Linked DNA regions of Mus musculus: regions 1, 3 and 4 are each linked to region 2. Evidence: chromatin contacts called from public Hi-C, HiChIP or PLAC-seq and promoter capture Hi-C data. All regions are on one chromosome and are shown on one strand. Each heading gives the region's core, a stretch centred on a gene start, on an enhancer-like site or on the middle of the called end of the contact. The rest is flanking DNA. Distances are from core to core; before and after follow the strand shown.

The links. Hi-C and Micro-C count contacts between places; a contact is called where the count stands out from the background. HiChIP or PLAC-seq counts read pairs in DNA pulled down with a chosen protein or histone mark. Capture Hi-C pulls out chosen DNA fragments and counts their contacts.
Region 1: a contact with region 2 is called in a promoter capture Hi-C map of pancreatic islet. The contact joins two enhancer-like sites. A contact is called at or near these places in 15 of 39 promoter capture datasets (the 3T3-L1 cell line, the C10 cell line, cranial neural crest and 10 more), 1 of 484 Hi-C or Micro-C datasets (cerebellum), 4 of 115 datasets of contacts at active chromatin or transcription factors (the 230-238 cell line, the SCID.adh cell line, embryonic forebrain and 1 more) and 4 of 9 other capture datasets (adipose tissue, liver, macrophages and 1 more).
Region 3: a contact with region 2 is called in an H3K27ac HiChIP or PLAC-seq map of large pre-B cells, with 2.7 times the contacts expected there. The contact joins the promoter of Ndst2 here to the enhancer-like site in region 2. A contact is called at or near these places in 12 of 39 promoter capture datasets (3T3-L1-derived adipocytes, the C10 cell line, cranial neural crest and 7 more), 1 of 15 datasets of contacts at CTCF or cohesin (large pre-B cells), 6 of 484 Hi-C or Micro-C datasets (CD4 T cells, CD8 T cells, the HPC-7 cell line and 3 more), 5 of 115 datasets of contacts at active chromatin or transcription factors (T-cell acute lymphoblastic leukemia, bone marrow-derived macrophages, extraembryonic endoderm stem cells and 2 more) and 3 of 9 other capture datasets (adipose tissue, liver and pancreatic islet).
Region 4: a Hi-C map of embryonic stem cells shows a contact between it and region 2, with 2.1 times the contacts expected there. The contact joins the promoter of Camk2g here to the enhancer-like site in region 2. A contact is called at or near these places in 10 of 39 promoter capture datasets (the C10 cell line, the HPC-7 cell line, embryonic stem cells and 5 more), 1 of 15 datasets of contacts at CTCF or cohesin (pro-B cells), 11 of 484 Hi-C or Micro-C datasets (the BV-2 cell line, the Ba/F3 cell line, the G1E-ER4 cell line and 5 more), 2 of 115 datasets of contacts at active chromatin or transcription factors (embryonic stem cells and memory CD8 T cells) and 2 of 9 other capture datasets (adipose tissue and liver).

Annotation. Positions count from the first base shown.
Region 1 is chr14:20,369,738-20,375,685 of GRCm38.p6, forward strand. Fam149b (family with sequence similarity 149, member B) reads left to right here. Exons shown (of 14, transcript NM_001024512.2): 8 at 4,593-4,717; 9 at 5,773-5,876. Among named protein-coding and RNA genes, the nearest start is that of Gm30054, 3.4 kb to the left of the region's middle. Within about 2 kb of position 2,329, at least 7 of the 459 cell types and tissues checked have an H3K27ac peak or open chromatin away from gene starts, as enhancers often do. A contact at or near this core is called in pancreatic islet, where this site is marked.
Region 2 is chr14:20,564,191-20,569,958 of GRCm38.p6, forward strand. Usp54 (ubiquitin specific peptidase 54) reads right to left here. Exons shown (of 21, transcript NM_030180.2): 16 at 1,753-1,872; 17 at 678-873. It overlaps 1810062O18Rik (RIKEN cDNA 1810062O18 gene), which reads left to right. Exons shown (of 6, transcript NR_033571.1): 3 at 591-649; 4 at 821-857; 5 at 5,680-5,768. Among named protein-coding and RNA genes, the nearest start is that of Ppp3cb, 21 kb to the left of the region's middle. Within about 2 kb of position 1,716, at least 29 of the 459 cell types and tissues checked have an H3K27ac peak or open chromatin away from gene starts, as enhancers often do. A contact at or near this core is called in the HPC-7 cell line and pancreatic islet, where this site is marked.
Region 3 is chr14:20,732,442-20,738,161 of GRCm38.p6, forward strand. It overlaps Ndst2 (N-deacetylase/N-sulfotransferase (heparan glucosaminyl) 2), which reads right to left and starts at 2,121. Exons shown (of 15, transcript NM_010811.2): 1 at 1,774-2,121; 2 at 1,109-1,203. Camk2g (calcium/calmodulin-dependent protein kinase II gamma) reads right to left here. Exons shown (of 21, transcript NM_001360186.1): 20 at 4,818-5,062; 21 at 2,432-4,411. The coding sequence ends at 4,830.
Region 4 is chr14:20,792,115-20,797,871 of GRCm38.p6, forward strand. It overlaps Camk2g (calcium/calmodulin-dependent protein kinase II gamma), which reads right to left and starts at 1,974. Exons shown (of 21, transcript NM_001360186.1): 1 at 1,787-1,974; 2 at 405-499. The coding sequence starts at 1,851. Gm30108 (predicted gene, 30108) reads left to right here and starts at 2,125. Exons shown (of 2, transcript NR_153779.1): 1 at 2,125-2,346; 2 at 4,220-4,440.

The DNA.
Region 1 (5,948 bases), core at 1,079-3,578, 190 kb before region 2:
CTGTCACTGTTGCATCTTGTCCAGGAGCAAACGTCTAGCAAATAGGTTTTTGAAACCATACAGATCGGGCTCAAATTGACTAGGTAGCAGGGTACAAGTACTCTTAGTTGCTGAGCCATCTTTCCAGCCTCAAATCGAATACTTTTGAAGTGGGGATGTAGCTCAGTGTTAGAGCACTTTCCTAGCACGTGCTAGGTTCTGAGTTCAATACCAAATACTGCATACAAATAAAATAATTTTAAAGTAGATATTCCTGAATGAACAGCATCCAAATCCAGAATAGAATGCTACCGACACTCCAGAAGCCCCTCTTGACTTCCAACACCACAGATTAATTTTGTTTTAAATTTATGTAAGAATAAGCCAGGCGTGATGGTATATGCATATGATCCCAGCATAAGAGGCAAAGGAGGGGAATCGGGAGTTTCAACCCACTTAACTACATAGAACCCAACACTTCCCAAAGCTAGGAGTGGTGACATACCCCTTTAATCCCACCACTTGGGAGGCAGAAGATCGAAGCCAGCCTGGTCTACAGAATGAGTTCCAGGACAGTCAGGGCTATACAGAGAAACCCTGTCCCTCCTCCCTCCAAAATGAACAAACAAAAAGAAACCATTTCCCTAAACCAGGTATAGAGGGACACACCTTTACTTCTCAGTACTTGGGAGACAGAGACAGGAGAATCTCTGCGAATTCAAGGATACAAAGATACTATCTCAAAAATAAAAGAGAGAGAGAGAGAGAGAAAAGGAAAAGAAAAAAAAACCTTCCCTCAGTTATTTGGGTAGTTGATGGTTTTTGTGTATACACACACACATAGAATTGGTAGGTCATGTGATAAACTATGCCAATATCAGTAGCATCTCCCCCCAGATTTTTCTAATGTGACTTTATTTATGCATACTCTCTCAGCTATTGTGAATTCCAGTTGTCCAACCTTTGCTGTGTTTGTTGTTGTCTATGTGTATTCCCTTCTGAGATCCAAGAGAACAGAACTAATACTCTTCATTTAATGACCTGGTCAGGGCCAGTGAGAGGGCTCAGCAGGTAGAAATGTTTGTGTGCAAGCCTGATAACCTTTGTCCAATCCCCCAATCTCATGATGGGGCAAGAAAGAGCTGACTCCTTAACGTTGCTCTCTGACCTCTGCGCATGCCTACGCACTCGCCTTGGCATGTGCACACGCTCACTTCCCCACCCCTTCATAGACAAACCCAGTGGGAGATAAAGCAGCTGCTTAGCTTGTAGTGGCGCACACCTAGATCTTAGCACTTTGGTGGAGGAAGGAAGATGAGGAACTGAAAATCAGGCCTGGCAACATAAAACGCTATTTCTAAAATATAAATTCAGTGAGTTGACTTAAAGGCCCTGAAAGAGAGTGCCCTTTTGTCACACAGAGCCAGACAAACCCTTTTCCTTTTTTTTTTTTTTTTTTTTTTTTTTTTTGGTTTTTTGAGACAGGGTTTCTCTGTGTAGCTCTGGCTGTCCTGGAATTCACTTTGTAGACCAGGCTGGCCTCGAACTCAGAAATCCGCCTGCCTCTGCCTCCCAAGTGCTGGGATTAAAGGCGTGCGCCACCACACCCGGCTGACAAACCCTTTTCAAGGACAGTTATTCATTCTCAGTGCCACTTTGCTCTGCCCTCCAGACTAAAGGAAGCTGGGAACAGCCTGTAAAAGAACACTCCCGTACTTGGTGCAAAGATAACACTTGCATGCAGGGCTCCCATAGACCAAGTGGCTCTTTGCATGAGAGCAAACTGGCCTGGAACAAACCAATAGAGTGACATCTTCTCCCAGTACAGAAGGAGGGAAGCTAATCTAGTTTGCTTTTGTTGCTGTGATAAACACCATGACCAAAGGCAACTTGGGGAAGAAAGGGTGGAATTTGTCCTGGTCTTAGTCACCAGGGAAAACAAGGTAGGAACTGAAGCAAAAGCCATGGAGTAGTGCTGCCTTCTGGTTTGTTCTCCATAGCTTGTTCAACCTTTCTTTCCCCTTTTTTTTTTTAAGATTATTTTTATTTTATTTTTATGTGTACATGTATTTGCCTGCATGCATGTCTATGCACCATTTGCATGCAATATTTGTAGAGGCCAGGAAGGTGGTGTGAGACCCCCTGAGACTAGAGTTATAAGCAATTTTGAGCCATCTAGCAGTCTTAACCTACTTTCTTATACACCCCAGAATCATTTGTCCAGGGGTAGCACCACCCACATCAATCATTAATCCAAAAAAATGCTGCAGATCCATATCTATAAACCAGTCATATGGAAGCAGTTCCTCAATTGAGTTCCCTCTTTCCAGGTGACCCTAAATTGTGTTGACAAAAAAACTAGCCTGCAGTTTAGTCACGTGACAATCTGTTCTGCTTTATGTTTGTCTGTAAGCCAAAAGTGTATAAAACTGAGTAGTGCAACCAGTGGTTTTTATGTGCATTAGTTTTTTGTCTGCATATGTCTGTGTAAGGGTGTCAGATCCCCTGGAATTAGAGTTAAAGACAAGTGTGAGCTGCTGTGTGGGTGTTAGGAATTGAACCCAGGTGCTCTGGAAGAGCAGCCAGTGCTCTTAACCACTGAACCATCTTTCCAGCCCATAACCGGTGTTCTTACCGCTCACAAGTGCAGATGGATAAGAAGGGCCTCAGTTTCTTGCAGGAGCTTCAGCATTTGTTTGCACATAAAACTTAATTCCCTGCCATCCTCACCCAGGGCACTTTGGCTCAGCCATGCTAAAGATACACAGAGCTAACTAGAGCCCTCGGAGGCCTCAGAGCTTCTGTTTGTTACAGTTCTCAATCACTAGGAAGAAAATACTTAGCTTTAAATCATTACCATGGCTTGACCCTGACTTGCTAATGGGGAACAAGGTTCACTGCTAATTGTTTATAAAGAGATGGACCACCTCTGAGTTAGATAGTGAACCAAATGATGATAATGGAAACGATTTAGAGGCAGGGAAGACTACAAGAGTTCATACTGGTTTCACTGGGAAACATGATTTGTCCTCAAGCTCATTTTTAATTATACTTAATGTTGAAAAGTGCAGAAATCCCAGTTCATGGTGGTGAGGCTCTGAGAGTAAAGGAGCTTGCTGCCAAGGCTGCCAGCCTGAGTGTGAGTCCCCAGAGCCCACCTGGTGAAAGGAGCCAGCTGTCAAGGTGTCCTCTGATAGGACTCCCTAGGAGCCCCACGGTACAGGTACATGCATACAAAGAAATGGAATGCAAAACAGTTCTTGGTTTGTTTTTTCCAGACAGGGTTTCTCTGTGTAACCCTGGCTTTCCTGGAATTCACTCTGTAGACCAGGCTGGCCTCGAACTCACAGAGATCTGCCTGCCTCTGCCTCCCAATTGCTGGGACTTGTACCACTACCACCCCAGCTGAACTACAAAAATTTTGAATACCAGTTTGTTTTTAAAATAGTGCAATGTAATTTGGCAGTTAACGACATTAATGCTGTGAACATCCTTACACATTTCTTTACATGTGTAAAGTGCGCTTACCAAGGTGGAGGGTTGGTCACTGTTCAGTAGACAACAGTTATCCAAAGTGATGGTGACTCTAGTGCCACTGCTCGGACACAAGTTCTGTGCTCAGTCTTGTCAATCTTCTTCTTCTAGCTCTAATTTTTTTGTTTGTGTATAAAAAGATATTTTTGTGCACGTTTTAAAACTAAGGTATAATTTGCATACAGAAGAAACTTTCAGCATTTACTTAAGATTGTCCCTTTTTTACATTTGTGTGTGTGTGTGTGTGTGCGCGCGCGTGCAAGTGCATATGCTGGCGCTGCAGAGCCCCAGGAGGTTGAGACCCCTAGAGCTGTGGTTTCAGGTGCTTGTAAGCTGCCTGATGTGGGTGCTGGGAGCCAAACTCTGGGTCCTCTTAGAGAGCAGCAGGTGTTGCTAACTATGGAGCTGTCTCTGCAGCCCCAGATTTCATGTCTTTAACCCTCTGCTCACATTTTTGTTTAGGGGGTTTTGTAGATTTATTGTGTTTTCTAAAATTTGCTTTTTATAGTTTGCACTTACTCATATATTCAGGGTGTTATGGTTTTGTTTTGTTTTTTTTTTTTCCAGTTGGTTGGTTTGTGAGACAGTCTTTGGTGTACATTTGGTGTCTGTCCAGAGCTGATAGTGCTATGGCGCATGCCCTGTTTCCAGGGCACTTGCTCTCCTTGTAGAAAACATGATTTTTAACGCTCTCTAGTTTCATTGGCATTGTCTGTGGGACCTGAAGTCAGGATTAATGATCTCAAGGTTCTAGAGTTAGACTGCTGCATACAGCATTTTAAGAGTCCCATGGTATTGCCGCTTATGGCCACCACATTGGGCAGCACTGATGTAAAACGTTCCAAAGGTTGTCATAGATCTCAGCTTACCCTCTGCTTGGTACCACCAGCCATTGTCAGCACGGAACCACTTTAAACTGCACTCTGAGCTTGCGGGTTATAACTACACGGGTGTATGCAGGTGAGCTGCAGATCTAAGGGAAGCCTTTCTTGAGACTACTTAGCTGTCAGGGAGATTTTTCTCTCAGAACTTTACATCAGAAGATGCCTATGGATAATAGATCCTGTTCCTTTGCTCAGATGATGAGAGTAACGTTGAAATTACCAGACTGGATTCAGGAAGTCCCTATGTGCTGAACGAACAGCATCCTTTGGTCTTACCTCGAGTGCCGCAGTCTAAAGTGCCGTCTATCACCTCAAGTCCGGTAAGCCCCAGAGCGGATTGTGAGAATCCAGCACTGTTCTTGCCACAGGAAGCTTGCTTGGGTGTTTGCCTTGGTTGCCTTATTTCTAGCCAGAAATTTCATAACAACATACTTATTTGAGAGAGGGTTTCATTGTGTAGCCCATCCTTGAACTCACAATCCCCCTGCCTCAGCTTCTCAAGTGCTGGGATTAGAAGTGGTTACTGCTAGTTTTTGAGAGAAAGAAGGAAAAAATATTTAAGACAAAAGAGGTGACATTAGAACAACTGGAATTTAGGTTATTAAATAGGCCATGGGGAGACATGCACCTTGAACTTCTGGCTACTGTCAGATGGCTGGTACAGGAAGATTACCTGAGCCATCGCTTCAAGCCAGCCTGTGCAACACAGAGAGACACTGTCATAAAAATTTAAAAATACAAAAGCAAAAAAGCCCAACCAACCAACCAAAAAGAGAGAGAGAGAGAGAGAGAGAGAGAGAGAGAGAGAAAGAGAGAGAAAGAGAAAGAAAACTCAGAAAGAACAGTGACTGGAACCAGTGCTCCAGGCTAGTTAAAAGTAAGTAAGAGTTCAGGACATGCGCAGATAAAAAAGACCATTACTTTGCACTTATTTTTTTTTTTTTTTTTTTGGTTTTGCGAGACAGGGTTTCTCTGTGTAGCCCTGGCTGTCCTGGAACTCACTTTGTAGACCAGGCTAGCCTCGAACTCAGAAATCCGCCTGCCTCTGGCACTTATTTTTTCTATTGTTCCAAATTTTGCTTGTGATTTACTATTCAGGTTTTCTTTTCCCTTGTAAGCAATAATAATGTTCCTCTCTCCCCTGAGAGTGACCATTAAGTGCTCTCATCTGAATTGATGAGCTTTCACTTAGAAATACAGAACAACAAAGAACCCTGTTCTCTTGACAGTGCCCTCTGGGGGCTACTGGCCAACTCTTCTAAAAGTTAAGGCACAAGGCGGGGGATGGATAAATAACCTAACTGGAAACACTAACTTTGCAAACTTAGCAAATCGAGCAGGTATCTTCACCAACCACTGTCTGCTTTTGACATAGATGAGTTTCTGTCAAGCAAGCGGTCATCAGCCAAACGTGAGTGGCCTCTTGATTCATGGGATGCCTCTACAGCCAAGGAATCTCTCCCTGATGGACAAGCTCCTGTAAGAAGCTCAAGTTGGAACACATTCAGAGCTTAAGTAGAATGCTGAGGAAAAGGGAAAGCAGCTCGGTTA
Region 2 (5,768 bases), core at 466-2,965:
ATAGTTAAAAGACCAACAAACGAGGCAGAGAACGTGTAGCTTACTAGTAGAACGCTTGCCTAGTAGTATAGTATATACAAGTTCCTGGATTTTATTCCCAGGAAAACACACACACACACACACACACACACACACGCAGAGAGAAAAAGTTATCTACTTTTATTATAGTTATATTTATACCCCTAAAATGTGGGAACTATCCCAGTACCTCTTGGGACTTTCTCCTTGTCCTGACCTTAGAGAAGCAAACAAAGAAAATCTTTGTGTCTCTTCCCTACGGTTTAATCAAAGTAAGAAAAACTGGTTATTTTCTCTGTGAGGATGGTAAATATTGAAATCCCAAATTAAACAGTTACTACAACAACATGAAGGGTACAATCAGATTCCATGTTTAAGAACATAATAAATACAACTATAATAATCATATTGCTACACAAATCCAGGAAATTTGGATAGCTTGTTATTTTGTACTTATTTGCATCTTTCTAGGAATTATTAATGAAAGGACCATCTGTGAAATGAGCTTTTGTGTGTCTGACCTTAGAGAAGAGAACCTTAGTCATATAAGGTTTTTCTCTTTTCCCTGGTAGTGAAGAAGAGAAGAGTTCGTGCTATGGCGTACCCATGGACACTGCCTCCCCTGCTATCCGTAAGCTAATGTGGTTCTCAAGCACTACCTTGTCGGCTGAGGGAGGGCGCCCCCCTGTGATGGGAGAGAGGCTGAGGGCTGCACCGGCTGCTGCGATGATGCTTGTTGCTGCATGCGATCCTGAAGGCTTCGTGCTTTTCGAATACTGATTTGCAACTTCTTATCGACTAGGGCTCTGCTGTGCGTGCTAGAGCTGGCATCATGCAGGGTAAGTCTTAGTTTAGCTAAAATGCAAAAGAAAATATAGCAGAAACAACACAAAATACAAACAAAAATAAAAGAACAAAAACTAAACTAAAACTAAGCAAAGATAGGCGGTAAAACAAAATATGTAGCAGCAGGAATGCAAGGCATGGACTGTGCATGCGCTGTCAAGAGCGCAGAACCAGCTCTGGCTCAGGAAACATTCATGAAAGCCAGGAGACCAAACACATTAATTAAAACTTAAACAAACAAAACACTAAAGAAAATCAAACAAAACTTAAAGAGCAGGAAGATAAACTAGCACGTGAGGTTGCCACTCTCGTCTTCTCACTGACCTGTTTGACTCCGGTCTCCACACTCTGCTCCCAGTTCCCCCTTTCTGATGGCCAATGACAAAAAAATAAGGTCCAAACCTGCACCCGTCTTTACAGAGCACAGCTTCATGGAGTCATATTTAAGAGTCAGGTACCAATTCTTAGCCTGAACCCCTTGCTGTTACAGTATGGTACTGCATACCAGAAAGGCAGGAGAAGAACAAAAAGAATAGAGTATTACAATGAAAAGTTACTACCTAGGGAGTCAGAGCCAGTTTCTTCAGTTGGCCTACTCATTAGTCAGGGACTAGAGAAAGAGTAGGCTAACCTCATATCTGAAGTCTAACTATTTGGGTTAGAATTCATCTGTGGTTTCCTGTTGAGGTTGTTCCAGTAAATGTCCACAGACCACAGTGGCACCACAAGGTACATTTTGAAATCTGAAGGGGAAAGATAGCTAATTGGCCTCCCCGGGAACACAAGAGACATTAAAAACTGTCCCTATGGCCATCTGCATGACAACACTAGTTCCTATTGTGGAGTTAGTCGGGAAACGCCATAGCCAGTAGCAGTTGAGTTACTTACAGATAGCTTCGTTACACAGAGCCAGAGCTGCAGCACAGTCTCCCTTTTGTTCCAGATGCAGCGACTCTTCAAATATTGAATTTGCCTCTTGCAAGGACCTTTCAAAGCCGTCACTCCTCCCTGAAAGGGCCAGCACTTTCATTTTTATTATAGTTAATTCCAACTTCTCCTCTGTACTGCTTCTTCTCTTTGGGACACAGATCCTTGTTGTTAAGCCTCTGGTCTACTTTTTATCTACCTGCCCATTGCTATTAAGAAGGCTTTAGAACAACTAAGGAATCCATTTTTGCCTTAACTGAAATCTAACCAAGGCCAGGAAAAGGTGGGGGTGGGAATACCATGACTGCCATACTACTATCCCAGCTCTAATACCTCCTTTCAAGGAAAGAACAAAGTGTTGTCCATAGTAGCAACAGAACTCTCGTGCCTAGAACTGAACTGCCACCACAAAATACCAGGACATACCTTGTCAAATGTCAGCTACCCCAGACTTACTGCTTACATGCTGTAAGCATGGCTTACGATTCTGTGGAACATCACCCTTGCCACTTCTAATATAGCTTCAATTCCCTCTTCACCACGCTGCTGTCAGTACACTTCTTGGGCTTGAGGTGGTCTACAGTTTCTACTTCAATAAATCTACCATAGCATTGAACTTCATTTGTTGTTACATGGACTGGCCTTTCTTTAGCAATGAAAAGTTTTTACCTTGATCATGCCTCACTCACCAAAAGTATCCATCTCTAAAAGGATGATGATCCACTTCTCATATAACAACATAGAGTATTCCCCCCAACTCCCAAAGTGCACATGGGTCAAAGGAGATACAAAAGAGGAGTCCAGGAACAGTGACAGATGAATGGACTAAGATGTACAGTAAAGACACTTTGTGAAGGACCATCAGAGAGCCTCACCTTCTAGTCATCTCTAACATAAGCTGGTAGGAAGTTATAAAGTTACTTCACTTACAAATGGAATTGACATTGAGCTTTCACATGGTCACAGGGGCTGCAAGATTGAAATGTCAAGCCAGGTATGACGGCACATGCCTGTTATCCCCATTACTCTGGAGGTGGAAGGAGGAGGATCCCTGAGCTATACAGCAAGGTAGAAGCCAGATACTTCATGGCTACATAATGAGATTGTATCTCAAAATCTCAAAACAACAGAAAAGAAATAAAATGACTGGGATAAAAAGTCTAAGGTTTGGGGGTTTTTTGTTTGTTTGTTTTTGTTTTTGGATTTTAGAGACAGGGTTTCTCTGTGTAGCCCTGGCTGTCCTGGAACTCACTCTGTAGACCAGTCTGGCCTCGAACTCAGAAATCCGCCTGCCTCTGCCTCCCAGGTGCTGGGATTAAAGGCGTGCGCCACCACTGCCTGAGTTATTTTTCTTCATCACAACACCCTTGCTTTATCCTCATTCACCTACAGACGTCAATGGTAAGAAAGGCTCTGTCAGAACCATAACAAATTCAATTTCTACAGCAGTTAGCTTTTAGAAAGCAAAGACAGTGGAAAGTAGGTTGGTTCTGAAAACCTTGGTAGTCAATTTCTATCCCATCTCTACATCTCTGATTTCCCCCAGCCCTGAACCCAAAGTTCTTTCATTATGATTGTAATCAACTGAGTCTAAACATCTAGAATTAGAGGTGGTAGCTTGAAAGAAAAGAAGGGCTAGGCATGGAGGTATACACATATAATCCCAGCACTTCTGAGGCCCAGGCATGTAAAAGTTCTCAACTTTACAAAGATCTAGGCAAATTATAGTTACTGAGTAGTATAGCATATTTAAATCTTAATCATCTAGAATCTCTGCACTCCAGGCTGTACTCTCTTTGATGAGGCTATACCAGAGCTTATCAAAAACTGATAATGAAACACAATGATCAGGATTCCTGTTCAACTCTAATGCATGGTGTCACTAAGAGAGAAAGGAAAGGACAAGGTCAAAGATGACAAGATCCCTCTTTCAGTAGAAATATAAACTTTAAACTAAGGAATAGTGGCGCATGCCTGTCATCTCACCATACATGTGAGGACAACCTGATCTACAAAGCGAGCTCTGGGTCAGCCAAGGCTCAAGAGTGATGAAATCTGGTCTCCAAAAAAAAAAGGGGGGGAGGAGGTAAAATGGATGAGGAGGAAGCTGGAGTGATGAAGCATTTGTCTTGCAAGCATGAGGGCCTGAGTTTCATTCCCAAGTACACTGAATAAAGGCAGGTAGGCGTGTCCACTTGTACCCAGCACTGGGGTAGCAGGGATACATGTGCCCTGACGTTCCCTAGCCAACCAGACTGGCCACTCACTTAGAATAAAGAACATGTCCCAGGAAATGAAGAAAAAAAGGTATACAACATCTAAGGATGCCCTCTGGTTTCCACATGCACTCAAACATACATGTGCACCTGTACACATACAAACATACAAACACGGAACAATATAAAACTGGAACATCAAACTATTAAGACTTGAGTTCAAAATGAAAAATCGATTACTGAATATAGAAACAGCTAAGAGGAATTGAAATTTTAAAGCCCTTTTCTTTTTGGTTTTGTCTGTTTGCTTGGTTGATTGGTTTGGTTTTGAGACAGGGTTTCTCTTCGCTGGCTCCCCTGGAACTAGTCCTGTAAACCAGACTAGCCTTGAACTCAGAGATCTTGCTCTGCCTTACCTTCTACGTGCTGGAACTAAAGGTCTGTGCCACCACACCAAGCTTTAAAATTCATTTTGAAACAAGCACAACAAATAACGTGAGAAATAGAAGGCAAAAATTGTCCTGAATCAAAAGAAAGTAGGGGGCAGGTGACTGGCTCAGCCATAGAGACCCTGGCAAGTGTGAGGTCAGGGCAGTGGGGTGAGGGTGGGGGCTGGGGTGGCTCAGGAGACCCTGGCAAGTGTGAGGTCAGGGCAGTGGGGTGAGGGTGGGGGCTGGGGTGGCTCAGGAGACCTGGTAAGTATGAGGTCAGGGCAGTGGGGTGAGGGTAGGGGCTGGGGTGGCTCAGGAGACTCTGGCAAGTGTGAGGTCAGGGCAGAGGGGTGAGGGTTTGGGGTGGCTCAGCTATAGAGACCCTGGCAAGTGTGAGGCCCTGAGTTCCATCTCCAATATCACAAAAAGAAAAAAAAAAGAACAGAAAAGACCATAGTAAGGTTAGAAGAAAAGCTTTCCTTAACTGAGACTACTTAGTCCAAAAAAGTTGCTTTAAATATGGAAGGAGCTCAGAAAAAGCAGCCAGTCCAGGGCACTCGCTCATGACTTCGTGCTGTTTGATCAGCAGATTCTGAGTAATAAGAGCAATACATTCATTTTAGAGAAAGTAAAACTTAGGTAAATCTTTCAAAGCCTATAGAAAGAAGATTACCTCAAGCTGTTAAACTCGAAGACTAGTCTCTTGGCAGTAGTGGCAATCTAAAACTAATTTGCTTTTGTGTTTTTTGGTTGGGGTAAGTAACCAATATGAGGGAGTTGGGGAAGTTTAAGTCTATGTATATTATCTAAGATTTATTTAGGAATGAGCTGTTATAGGATCAAAAAGTTATTTATGGATGGGTGTGGTGGTAGAAAGCTGCCATCCCAGTCACTTGGGAGGCTAAGGCAGGAGGATAGGAGTTCAAGGCCTGCCTGGGCAACAAAGGGAGAACCCCAGCTGGAAAACAACCCCAACCCTAAAACCAAAAATGAAAACAAAACTAGCATATTACGGCTGGGAATCCAGCTCAGACAGAGCCTCCTGGGCATACATTGCCCCAAGCTCAGGCTGTAGCACTATGTTAAGAGATGACCATGCTTTTGTGCTCCCGCAACTAAGACTTGTTTTACTTACATAATTTCTAGAAGTTACGGAAACATTTTCCCTGAATAATGCAATAATGTACTGTCTCTAACCTTCGGGCTTAAAACTTTTTTAAAAAATTTTATGTGTATTACAGGTATTTGCGTACATATATGTCTGTGTACCTCGTGTGTTTTTGGTGCCTGTGGAGGCCAGAAAAGGGCATTGGATGCCCTGGGACTGGAA
Region 3 (5,720 bases), core at 871-3,370, 170 kb after region 2:
GTGTCCTTCTAGAGCTTTGCATATACAGACAGACCTGATTCTGACTTATTACAATCTGCAAATGAAGCTGGGAGGTGATGGCGCACGTCTTTAATATAAGCCCTTAGAAGGCAGAGGCAGGACGATCTCTGAGTTTGAGGCCAGTCTGGTCTATAGGGCGAGTTCTAGGACAGCCAGGGCTACATGGAGGAGCACTTTCTTAAAAAAAAACCAAACCAAACCAAACCACCACTACCAACCAACGACAAAACCAATGTGCAAATGGTAAACACTTAAAGGAGACTTCAAATGGTTGTGGGTTTTGGTTTTCAGTGCCAGTGATGGGATATGTGGTCTTGCACAGGCTAGGCACGTGCTCTCCCAGGAGTTCCAACCTCAGGTCCTAGAGTTTTAATCCTTTCCTAAGGGAGTGGATTTGCAGACACCGTAGTAGTAGTAGTAGTAGTTGTTGTTCTTCTCTTCTCTTCTCTTCTTTTCTTTATTTCTTTCTTTCTTCCCCTCCCCCTCCTCCTCTTCCTCTTCTTCTTTTGGTTTTTTGAGACAGGGTTTCTCTGTGTAGCCCTGGCTGTCCTGGAACTCACTCTGTAGACCAGGCTGCCTCGAACTCAGAAATCCACCTGCCTCTGCCTCCCGAGTGCTAGGATTAAAGGTGTGTGCCACCACGCCCGGCTCTCTCTCTCTCTTGTTTATTTTTACTTATGTACTTTATGGATATAGGTACTTTGTCTACATGTACATCTGCACACCAGAAGACAGCATCAGATTGTAGGCCACCATGTGGGTGCTGAGGACTGAACTCAGGGCCTTTGGAAGTTTGGAACCACTAAGCTACCTCTCCAGCCCCAACAATACTTTTCATTTGAGACACACTGCAAGTACTTGCTCAGCCACACAAACAGAAGGTGAAGCAACTGGCGTCACTGAGCAGAGGGCACAAACTGATAAGCTCTTGTGGTCAGTAGTTTAGGATATCTTAAAAGTTTATCAGTAAATGCAAGAAGCACCTGTATTTAATGTCAGCTCTAACAGTTATGAAAACACATATAACTAGTAGTAGTTCCATTTTACACACGCATAATTTCTGGCCCAGAGAAGTTTAGTAACTTACCCGAGATTACAAAGCTCCGTTTGTGGATGAACTGGGATTCAAAGGTCAGGCCTGTCAACCTCCTGTGTTGTAACCACTGTATTTTAGCTTCATACCTAGAGGAAGCCAGTGAGATTTAGAGAGGGGATCATGTGAGAACTTTTGGTGGGGGAGCAGTGGGATGACTAAGTTGGAGGAAGAACATGTGTGTGGCAGTGGAAAGTTTCTGAGGAAGGAGAAACCTAAGGGTCGTCTGCCAAAGTGGGCAGCAAATACAGGGTCAGGGTGGGCTGGAGGTGTGGGCCCACCACTGGAATAAACAACAGGGGCCACGCTGTGGGAGGAAGGACCTGACCTTGAGGATAGAAGGACCCTCCTGCGGGAACTACGGGAAATGGGGAGCCCACAGGTGGGGGAGCTGGAGGGAAAGGGGCAGGGGTGCGGCCGAGAGTTGGCATCCAGACAGGCACTGGGTTTAAGAACCCCGTGTGCCCTGGGCGGAGTGGCCAGAATAAGGCAACTGAGGGGAGGCCAGCGGCTGGGACTCGGGGCAGGGTGCACAGGGCCAGATGGGTGGTCGCCCAGGACGACCCTGCGGGTGGTTTCGGTGGCGACACTCGCAGGAAGTCTGATCGCGAAAACCGAGGGCGACCGTGGACGGGAGACTGCTCTCAAAGATGGCTCACCCGGTGGAGTGGGCGGCGTCCCCGCTGTCCCCGGGCCCTGCCGCGTCCCGGGGCTGCCCGGCTTCCCTGCTCGCGGGGCCTCGGGCCGCGTCGCGGCGGCTCCGCCATCTCCGAGCGAACGCTCCGCCGCAGTCGGGCTCAAGTACCGCTCCCACCAGGGGGAGGCGGCGCGCTGCGGCTCGTGGTGCCCGCTCAGGTCCGCGCGCTCCCCGAGCGTGGCCGCTGCGTGACCGGGACCTGGGATAAGCCGACGGCCCTCCGCAGTGCTCAGCCCAGCCGCAGCCTCCCAGCCCTCCGGCCTCGCGCTCAGCCCACCAGGGTGGACCCCGTCCTCCACGCCGGGTGGCACAGTCTGCGGAGCGTCGGGGCGGGCCCAGGGCCCAGGCCTGTCCACTCAGACCCGCGGAGGAGGGAGCCCGCGTACCAAGGGCGGGGCCACCTCCGCCTGGGGCGGGGCGAAGACTCGGCCCACCGCCTAAGAGGCTACTTCCTCCCTGCCACCCCCCAATACAGCAGCCCAGGCTGAGTTTATGAGAAGTTTTCTTCCTTGCTCCCCAAGGGAATGGGCAAAAAGATGTTCGTCTCCTAGTGAAGCCTTGTCACGCAGGCTGCTAAAATCTAAGCCCACGGCTACGAGCCTCCAACAGCAATAACACAATGGACTGTTTAAAGGTTATTTTATTAAATATCTTCAAGGTTTCATTGTAACAAAGCTATGAAGGGACTACCAACATTCAGAACAAACACTATTTTAAATTATTTCTATGTCATCATGCAAAAGTTCTGCATCAAATGCCTTCCATTTCCTGTTTAAAAGGTGGTTTGTTTTTTAAATAGTCTATTAATAGTCTATAGATGCTGACATTAGCCCCAGAAGTGGAGTAAGAACGCTAAGAAGTGGGGCTGGAGCAGCCACATGAAGCTATGGGTCTCAAAGAGCTCTAAGACCATTTGTTGTCTTCAAGCCAGCAAAACCAAACCCTGTGATGAAGGTATCTGTTGGCTGGCACTGCAGGCTGCAGGGCAGGAAGGGTCTAGGGTCCAGGGTCTGAGGCATGCACAAGTGCTTGAGGAGCCTGGCTAAATTCAAGCACCAGCACCCATGCGTTTGTTCTCTTCTCAGCTGGCTCCATACTCTGTAGTTCTCTTTTCCCAGCTCCTGTGCCTCCTGAAGGTCACCCAAGGAGCTGAAATCTACCCCCCCCCCCAATGCAGATAATGTGCAGTTGTTTGGTGGGAGGGAACCAAGACTATGACCAATTGCCTCTTCCATTATCTTCTCTGTTATCTGCCTAAGGTACAGACCTTTTCTTCCTGGAATGGACCTCCTTGAGCACAGAGAGGGACAATGAATGCAGGAGCCTTGGCTCTGGACCCCTTTGTGGGTACATGCAGGCGAGGGGGTGATGCCCATGCAGATTGTCCAGCAGAAAAGTCTATACTTCGGTTGGTCAATAAAGAGCCTCTTTAAAGAGGACACTTCTCACCCAAGCAGTCAGTTCGATCTCAAACCCAGGGAAAGAGTTGGGCGTGCAGCATGGGAAGAAGGGAGGCAGCCCAGAGGGCAGCCAGAATGCATAGAAACAACCACCAACTCTTACCCACTGCCTCACTCCTCCCATCCCACAGGGGCACTTGGCAGAGGGCCCAGGCCTAGATGAGGGTCAGCATGGGGACCACCACCATGAAAATACAAGACAAAGATGGTCCAGATCAGCACACAAACAACTGCCAAAAGTGGCAAAAGGAGCCCTGGCCAACGACTTCTGGATCTCTCCTTGTTATGTCAGGAAAACCAACAGGAAACAAAGTAGCAATCCCTCCCCCTTTCCACCAGCAGAAATCGGGCCTCAGTCTCAGGCCCACGTGCATTGTGCATCCTCTAGAAATGGATGAGTTAAGTGCATGTCAGACGAACTCGAGGTTTCTCATTGGCGGACACACTTCTGCAGCACCAATTCTCTTCCTGTCTACGCTAACTGGACCGGTACAGCAAAGTCCAGGCTTTCAGTCCTGAGGCCACGCCTCACAGCTGCCTCCACACACAGCAGGCTGGCAGTGCTGCATTCTCTCCAATGTAGGTCCAGCGGCCACGGTGTTTGCGTCTTTCTCATACTAGGTGTCAATGCATGGTCTGACGAAGTCCACTCCTAGAACTGGGGTGATCAGGCCACCTCTGGGGCTGCAACCACACCATGGCTTTGTCCATGACCAAAGCTCTGTCAAGAGTCCTTGCCTGGTCCCCCTGAATCCATGGGGGCCTGAGGCCAAGCTCACCTCTTCAATACTGGTGGGTGAGCCCACTGTTCATGCCTGGATGAGCATCACACAAACTCCTGTCTCCTTGCAAGCCAAGGGCTATCAGTTGTTTTAAAACGCATCATGGTATGAATTCCGTTTTTTTAAACAATCTTATTTTCTTTTTTTTTTTTTCTTAAATGTAAAAAACACCTCGGTACAGCAGAGACAGACACGAAGGGCGGGCGGGAGGGCTGCATGCAGGGGCGTGCATTGGCTGCTGCCGCTTTGTAATTGAATTGTTTTAAACCTCAAACGAACAGGACCGCCGCTGTCACTCAGGCCCTCCAGAGTCACTGGCTGCGAAGGTTCAACCTCCAGCTGGAGTCTCCTAATGCCCCTGTCAAACAGAAGAGGAGGTGGGACAGACAGAAGAGGACGGTGAGAACACAGGTAATTCACAGCACACACTTGGCTGTGTCCTTGAGAGGACTGGTACAGGAGAGGCTAACGTTTAAACACAGCACTCTCACATTTGAGGGCCTACTCAGTGCTTTAATATGGTATCTTAATCCTTACCATCCATCCTTTGATAAGTAAAGAAACTAAGGCTCAGCAGGGGAAGAACGCTTGCACCAAATCTGGAGTCTGTCTGATTACAGAGCATAGCTTATCAAAACTACATTGCCCAGTCTGTCCCACCCCTCTGGGAGGGCCCGTACTTCTTCCTAGAGAGCCACCTCCTACCCTTCAGCTATTCAAGCCATCTCTCCCCTTCCCAGTCCCTTCTCCCCAACAAGGAGCACCTGTGGCTGAGCTCACTGTAGCGGTGCGGCAGGGGCCCCTGAGCAGTGATAGTGGACATTGAGCCACTTGCCATCCCGGCGGTGCCACACCCGGGTCTCCTCTGACTGACTGGTGCGAGGCCGACCCTGCCCGTCGATGTACTGAGTGAGCCGGATATAGGCGATGCAAGCTGCGTCCTCCCCAATCACGTGGACGTGAGGGTTTAGGATGGTGGTGTGGATAGGCTTGCTGTTCTTGGACAGGACTGCAGGGGGCAGGGCAAGGAAGGGGAGGTATCAGGCATTAGGCTTGGACACTCACCTTTCTGCCAGGCTGCACCTTCTTGACTCTAGCTCCAGCAGCCATTTCTAGAATCCCCAAGTACCCCAACATCGCCCCACAGAGGCCACGATCCTCCATTGCATTAGTTTCATCCAAAAGGAAGAGAATGTGGGTAACAAGTCTAGCAACCACACTTCATCAGGTATTATGCGGAGGTTTTACATGCAAGAGAAATGTAATTTTTTACTGATATTTTCTTCACTATATGAAGGGAAAAAAAGACTCAAATCAAATAAGATATTTAAACTAAGGACCATGTGGCTCTAATAAAACCTGTGGTTTTTCTACTTGGTTAGGCTGGTGTTTCAAAGTTCTAAACTTATTTTGCCCCTAGCTAAGGCTAGAAGAGAAAAATCATAAGAGCCATACATTCAAAATCAATTTGTGACTTAAAAAGAAAAGGCACATCAAAGTTTGAAATCTCCAAAGCGCCCAGCTCAGGATCCCCCCAAGTTCCCAGGGTTCTCTGGAGCTGGACTGGCACTTCAGCATATGTCTGATTCCCTTTAGTTCATTCCAGTACTACAGCGGCTGCAAGAGACCTCCCCTAGAACGAAGATAAACACTGCTCTGACTACTAG
Region 4 (5,757 bases), core at 724-3,223, 230 kb after region 2:
TGCTCATTTACTGCATTTCCACCCTAAGTTACCACCGGGGCACAAGGGCTAGGACAAGCCTGCAGTAGCCAGCCCTGCCCTAAAGAAGAGGGGCTTTAAGTACCCTAAATTAAGAGCTGTTCATTCCATACAATACACTGCCTTCTCAATTCTCCACTGAGAACTTGAACTCCCTCAACCCTTTGGAGACCACTCCAGCTACACTCATCTCTTACTTTTTTTTCCCCCTCCCTGAGCACTTCCAATTCCCTCACACCTCCTTGTCTGGCTTCTAAGTCCACCCACCTTGAAATTCCAACTCATCTCCAAGTGCTAAAACACATACTCCCCCACCTCCCAGGGAACCTGCAGAAATCTAATTTCTGGAGGGATCCTCAAAGAGAGCCCTGGCAGGGCACGCTCACCTCGGGCGGACAACTTCTTGGTATTGATGATTTTTGCAGCATATTCCTGCGTAGATGTTTTCTTTACACACCTCCGGACCACTGAGAAGGCACCCCTGGAGAGAGAAGGGGGAAAGAACTGGGACACAGCGCCAAGCAAAGTGACACACACATACTTCAGATGAGGACAGCCATGCTCCAACCACCAGACTTGTAGGGACAATCAACAGCTAACTTAAGAATGGTAAGCCCACCCGATGGCCCTAAACAGATGTGGGTGGAGCACCACCTGGCTCCCATCTAGTTCCAACAGCCTCAAACCTCAGACTGGTGGGCGATGCTTCAAATACACACCTGCTGCATCTCACTGATTGCCTTGTGGTCCCAGCAAAGGCAACCAGGAGAGAGAAGAACAGGGAGACCTTGTTCCTCCTCTCAGCAGAAATAATTGAAAGTAGGGAAAAGGAGGGATTAAACAGAAGGTATGGTTTCCTGAGAAATTTCCCTTAAGCCTGGGAGAAAGTGACGCTCAAGATCCGCTCAACTGGCTTAAACCCACAGCATCCCCGCTCAACTGACAGCAGGGAAACAGAGGAAAGACAGCTCTGATTGTGACAGCAGTAACTCCCCTTCCCCGTGCTATTTTCCTGTACGTGACCCGCCAAATGGGCTGCGATCTCGGGCTCTGGAAATATCTAGGGGGGCGGGCAGAGCGGGGGCTGCAGTGGCCAGGCTCTGCACCGCGGGTGGGGGTGGCGGGGACCCGGGCTGCGGCGGCGGCCAGCTCAGTGCGGAGGGGAGGGGGATGCTGCGGCTGCGGCGCACGGCTCCTGGGACCACTGCAGGGATGGGGGGAGGGGCCGGGGGTGCCGCAGCACTGCCCAGCAGCAAGGCTGGGATCCTGGAAGCCGCACTAGCGGGGGGGCGGGGCCCGGCACTAAACATCTCCCCACACCCCGGCACCGCAGCGGGGCTGGAACTGCAGAGCCGGGGAGGGTCCTGAGTGCCGGGCGCGTGGGAACTGGGGGGCCGGTGCTGAGTGGGCTCCGGAGCTGGGTGGGGAGGGGGCGGTGGACAGGCGGGGTCGAGGGAGGGGAGCGTCTGAAGGGTGCGGGAGGGGCGGGGCTGGAAGGCGCCCCGGAGCAGTCCCGGGGCTGCAGTTCCCGCGGCGGCGCCGGGTGCAGCAGCCTGGCAGCTGCTGCAGGGCGCGGAGGGGGCTGCGGGACCGGGAACCCGGGGCTAAGGGGCCCCCGAGGCAGCACGCGGGAAAAGCTGGGGGTGGGGCGGGTCGAGGGGGCGCTGCAGCGGCCGGTGCAGGGCCGGGGGGCGGGGCGAGAAGCCGCAGAGCGCCGGGACGCCTGGACCAGGGTGGGGGGCCGCCGCGCGTGGCGGGTGGGCCGTACTTGCCGAGCTCCTCGAAAAGCTGGTAGTCGTCGGTGAAGCGGGTGCAGGTGGCGGTGGTGGCCATACTGGCGGGCGGACGCGGCGGTGCAGCCCGCGCCGACGTCGGTGCACAGTCACCGCCGCCCGGCCGAGGGAGCAAGAGGAGGAGACGGGGCTGAGCCCGGCAGCACCGCGAGACTTTACCGGAGAGAGCGAGGGAGGGAGGGACACCCCCGCGCCCGCCCGCCGGCCCCGCCCCCAAGCCCCGCTGGCCCCCGCCCCGCCCCCGGGGAGGGGCCTCCCACCGTCGGCCCCGCCCCGCCCCAGGAGCCGCCCGAACTGGGCCCCCTGCACCCGAGGGCCAAGGACGCGGGGTCCCCACTCCCGGCCACCCACTGGGACCGACCGAACTGGAAGACACCTCCTGCGGGCTCCTCCAGGGCGGACCCTGCAAGAGCTCAGGAACCAATGTGTGAAAGTGGTTCTTGAGTGGTGTTGGGTCTGGACCACCGAGGTCTGGGGAGAGGCCCCACACGTGGGTCCCATGACTGCAGCCTGAACCAAGCCGGAAAATGCCAAGGTCAAAGAGCGTATGTGAGACTGTACACTCGAGAGATGCCCCCAGACTGCAGAGCCAGCTGCCCGCAGCCTTCCCCCAGGGTGCCGACACTCTAGATTAGTGCAAGAATCAAGGGCATCATTAAGAAAAAACAAAACCAGAAAACCTTCAGCCGCGGTTTTATCAGCGAAACCAGGCCATGGGGCAAGATGTTTGCTTGCTTTTCTTTCTTTCTTTCTTCCTTCCTTCCTTTCTTTCTTTCTTTCTTTCTTTCTTTCTTTCTTTCTTTCTTTCCATTTATTTGTTTCGTGTGTGTATGCCTGTGGCCCTATGGTTGCCACAGCGCACGTGTGGAGGTCACACAACTTGGGGAGTTGGTTCTCTTTTCACTACATTGGGGGATGGAACTTGGGTAGTCAGGCTTAGCTCACGCATCTTTTTACTCACTGAGCTGTCCTGCGGGCCCGTGTGATGCTTTCCTGCATTCCAGTCTTAGAAATAAATGTTCTCTCCTAGGTCAGTAATAAAAGATAAAAGTAAGAATGTCTTGAAAAGGCTTTGTGCACTAGTGGCTAAAAGCAAAAGATGAAAACATGCTCGTTTTCTTGTGGGCATCCAGTACTTTTATTTATGACACTTTATCACATTTTGTAATGATGTATTTGCAAGTATGAGTGCTAGCACACAGTATTGAGAACTCTTGGATCATACTACCTAGCTCTCGGATGTCTGGAAAATCATTGACCTCAGGCATTCTGCAGTTCATGAAATCTGTCTGGGCCTTATTTGAGAACTGGAAATAATAGTGCAGTATACTTCATAGGGCTGTGAGCATTTACTGGGTTAAATCATGTATAATATTAGAGTAACCCTCAGTACCTTATTCAAACAGTGTTTGCAGCTATTGTGTAGTATTTTTCTTCCCACTAAACTGTGCACTCCAAAGGAACCCCTGGGTACTTCGCTCCAGGCTCAGTGTTCATAGAACGGCTCTGTCTCCAATATTACAACTTTATGGGACAGAGTCAAGTAAAAGCCACTCTGGAGGAGCAATGTGCAGGGCAATTTCCCGATGCCCCCCCCCCCCCCCCCCGCGCAGCTGTACCCCAAGTCAGAGGCCATTCCCCACTGGGCAGAAGGGAGCTCAGCCAACTGCTGCCTCTCAGTCTTGATTACAGCAGGGTGCCCACTGGGAATCCAGCCTCCTCTGTCAGCAGGCCAGTGCTGCCAGGGGAGGCAACTGAGAGGTACTCTGGCCTCCCAAGCTTCAGTGGGGTGGGAAGAGCACAAAGGGAGGACTTACCCCACAGCCCAGGGAGCAAAGTGTGTGTGGGGGGGTGGGGGTTGGAGATTAGGGGGAAGTGGGGGAAGAAAGCCCTGACTGATTACCTGAGAGGAGAGAACCAAGGAAAGAGCTGAGGTGACAGGGGCACTGTGTACTCCACCCTTCCACATGGCAACAGGAAGTTAAGTGGAGGGGACAAGGCCACTTCCTACCTCAAAGCAGCAGGTCCCAAGTCTCAGCCCGGTTGGGTAAGGAGGTTGTAAAATCAGGGATGCCAGTAAGTCTTCATTTTCTCTCATCCATCCTTGCTGCAGAAGCGGCTGCTAGTTGCGCTCCAGAAATGGAGGCAGCAGCCAGCGTGTCATTTTTTCACCAGTGTGCCCTTCCTGAGGGCTGGAGGCAGCTTGGGTCCTGACCTCCAGACGCTGATACTTGAACCTCACATATTCATTAACAGAAGATGGAGTGAGGAGTGGGGAGAGGTCACAAGCATAGACTAGGGGTAAAATGGGGTCTCTTAGGGATACCCTAGGGGGAAAGGTCAAAGCAGGGTTACAACCTGACTGGCCCAACGTGCCTGCTGTGACCCGTTTGTCATCCCGCCTACAGGATCTACACTGGATGCTTCAGGATAACCATCTAAAGCATCGCGTGTCTCTGGGTGAAATGGAAAATGACGTAGGAAAATATTGGGTGAAATCTTGGAAATGACTCATACTACCATGTAAATGGAGCCACCCATTTTTCAACAACTGTTCATCAACTACCTCCTATCTGCTCGTCACTGCCTTTTAGCGGAATGTCCTAATAAAGTGGAGATTTATAATTTATACAATTAGAAGCCTCCATTTTTCTTTTACAGCTCTACCTTGCTCCTGTCTTCCCTCCTTCACACTTTCTCTTGATAGCACAGACCTCTGCCTGCCTAGTGTCCACTCTGGCAGCGTGGAGCCTAGAGACACTTCTGTGTGCTCACACAAACATCCTCACACACACACCCTTCTTAATCCCCATTGCCGTAGCACCCACACAACCTCCAGCTACCTCACAGCAATTAGAGGGACGACACTCACAAATAATAACGAGCTCGCTAGCTCCCTGCGCATCAGTATCTATGGCAACCTCATGGGGTCCACAGACTATGCTGTTCTGGTTGTAACCAGTCCCCTGGGCAGCACTAGCACTCAGGCAGTGCTCAGAGCTCCCGGAACAGTAAACAACACAGGAAATTGATGCCTTGATAATCACCAGAGGTACCCCACTGGGTGGTACCCCTCCCTTGTCCTGATCTTTCGTCTTGAAGCCACTGAAAATTACATATTGCCCCCCTGAATGACATATACTTCCCTCCCTAATTTCGGAATGTGATTTTAGAGCACGTGAGAATACTTACTCTTCCAATCTAAGAAAAACAGAGCAGTTGGAAGTGAGGTCTTTAATTGAAAGGGGAGGCAGGTGCGCTGTCATGCACCTGTAATCACAAGATGGTGACTAGTTTGAGAACAGCCTGGTCTATCTAGTGAGTTCTATGCCAGCCAGGGCCATACAGTGAGACATCATCTCAGAAAAGCCAAATAAATAAATGAATGTAAATGCAAGGGAGATGATGCCATTAAAATCAAAGCATAGTTGCTCACATGTTGGGAGATGTTGTAAATCAATGCTAGGAGAATGAAGTCGGCCGTGTGTTCCTAGGATGCAAGGAGCTCAGTCCATAGGACTCTAAATGCTAAGGATTGCACAGCCATGTTCCAGCTGTATACACATATATGTGCATATGTATGTAAATATAAAGTGTGTATCACCACCACCATCATCATCACCATTAGTATTTGGGTTTTCGAGACAGGATTCCTCTCTGTAGTCCTGTCTGTCCTGGAACTCATTCTATAGAACAGGCTGGCCTCAGACTCAGAGATCTGCCTGCCTCTACGTCCTAAGTGCTGGGATTACTACTACTACTACTACTATTATTATTATTATTATTTAATGTGTATGGGTTTTTGCCTACATGTCTGTGTACTAGATGCGTGCCTAGTATCCTTTGAGGCCAGAAGAGGGAGTCAGAGCCTCTGGAACTGGATAGTTATGAGCCACCATATTGGTGCTGGGAATTAAACCTAGTCCTCTGGAAGAGCAGCAGTCAG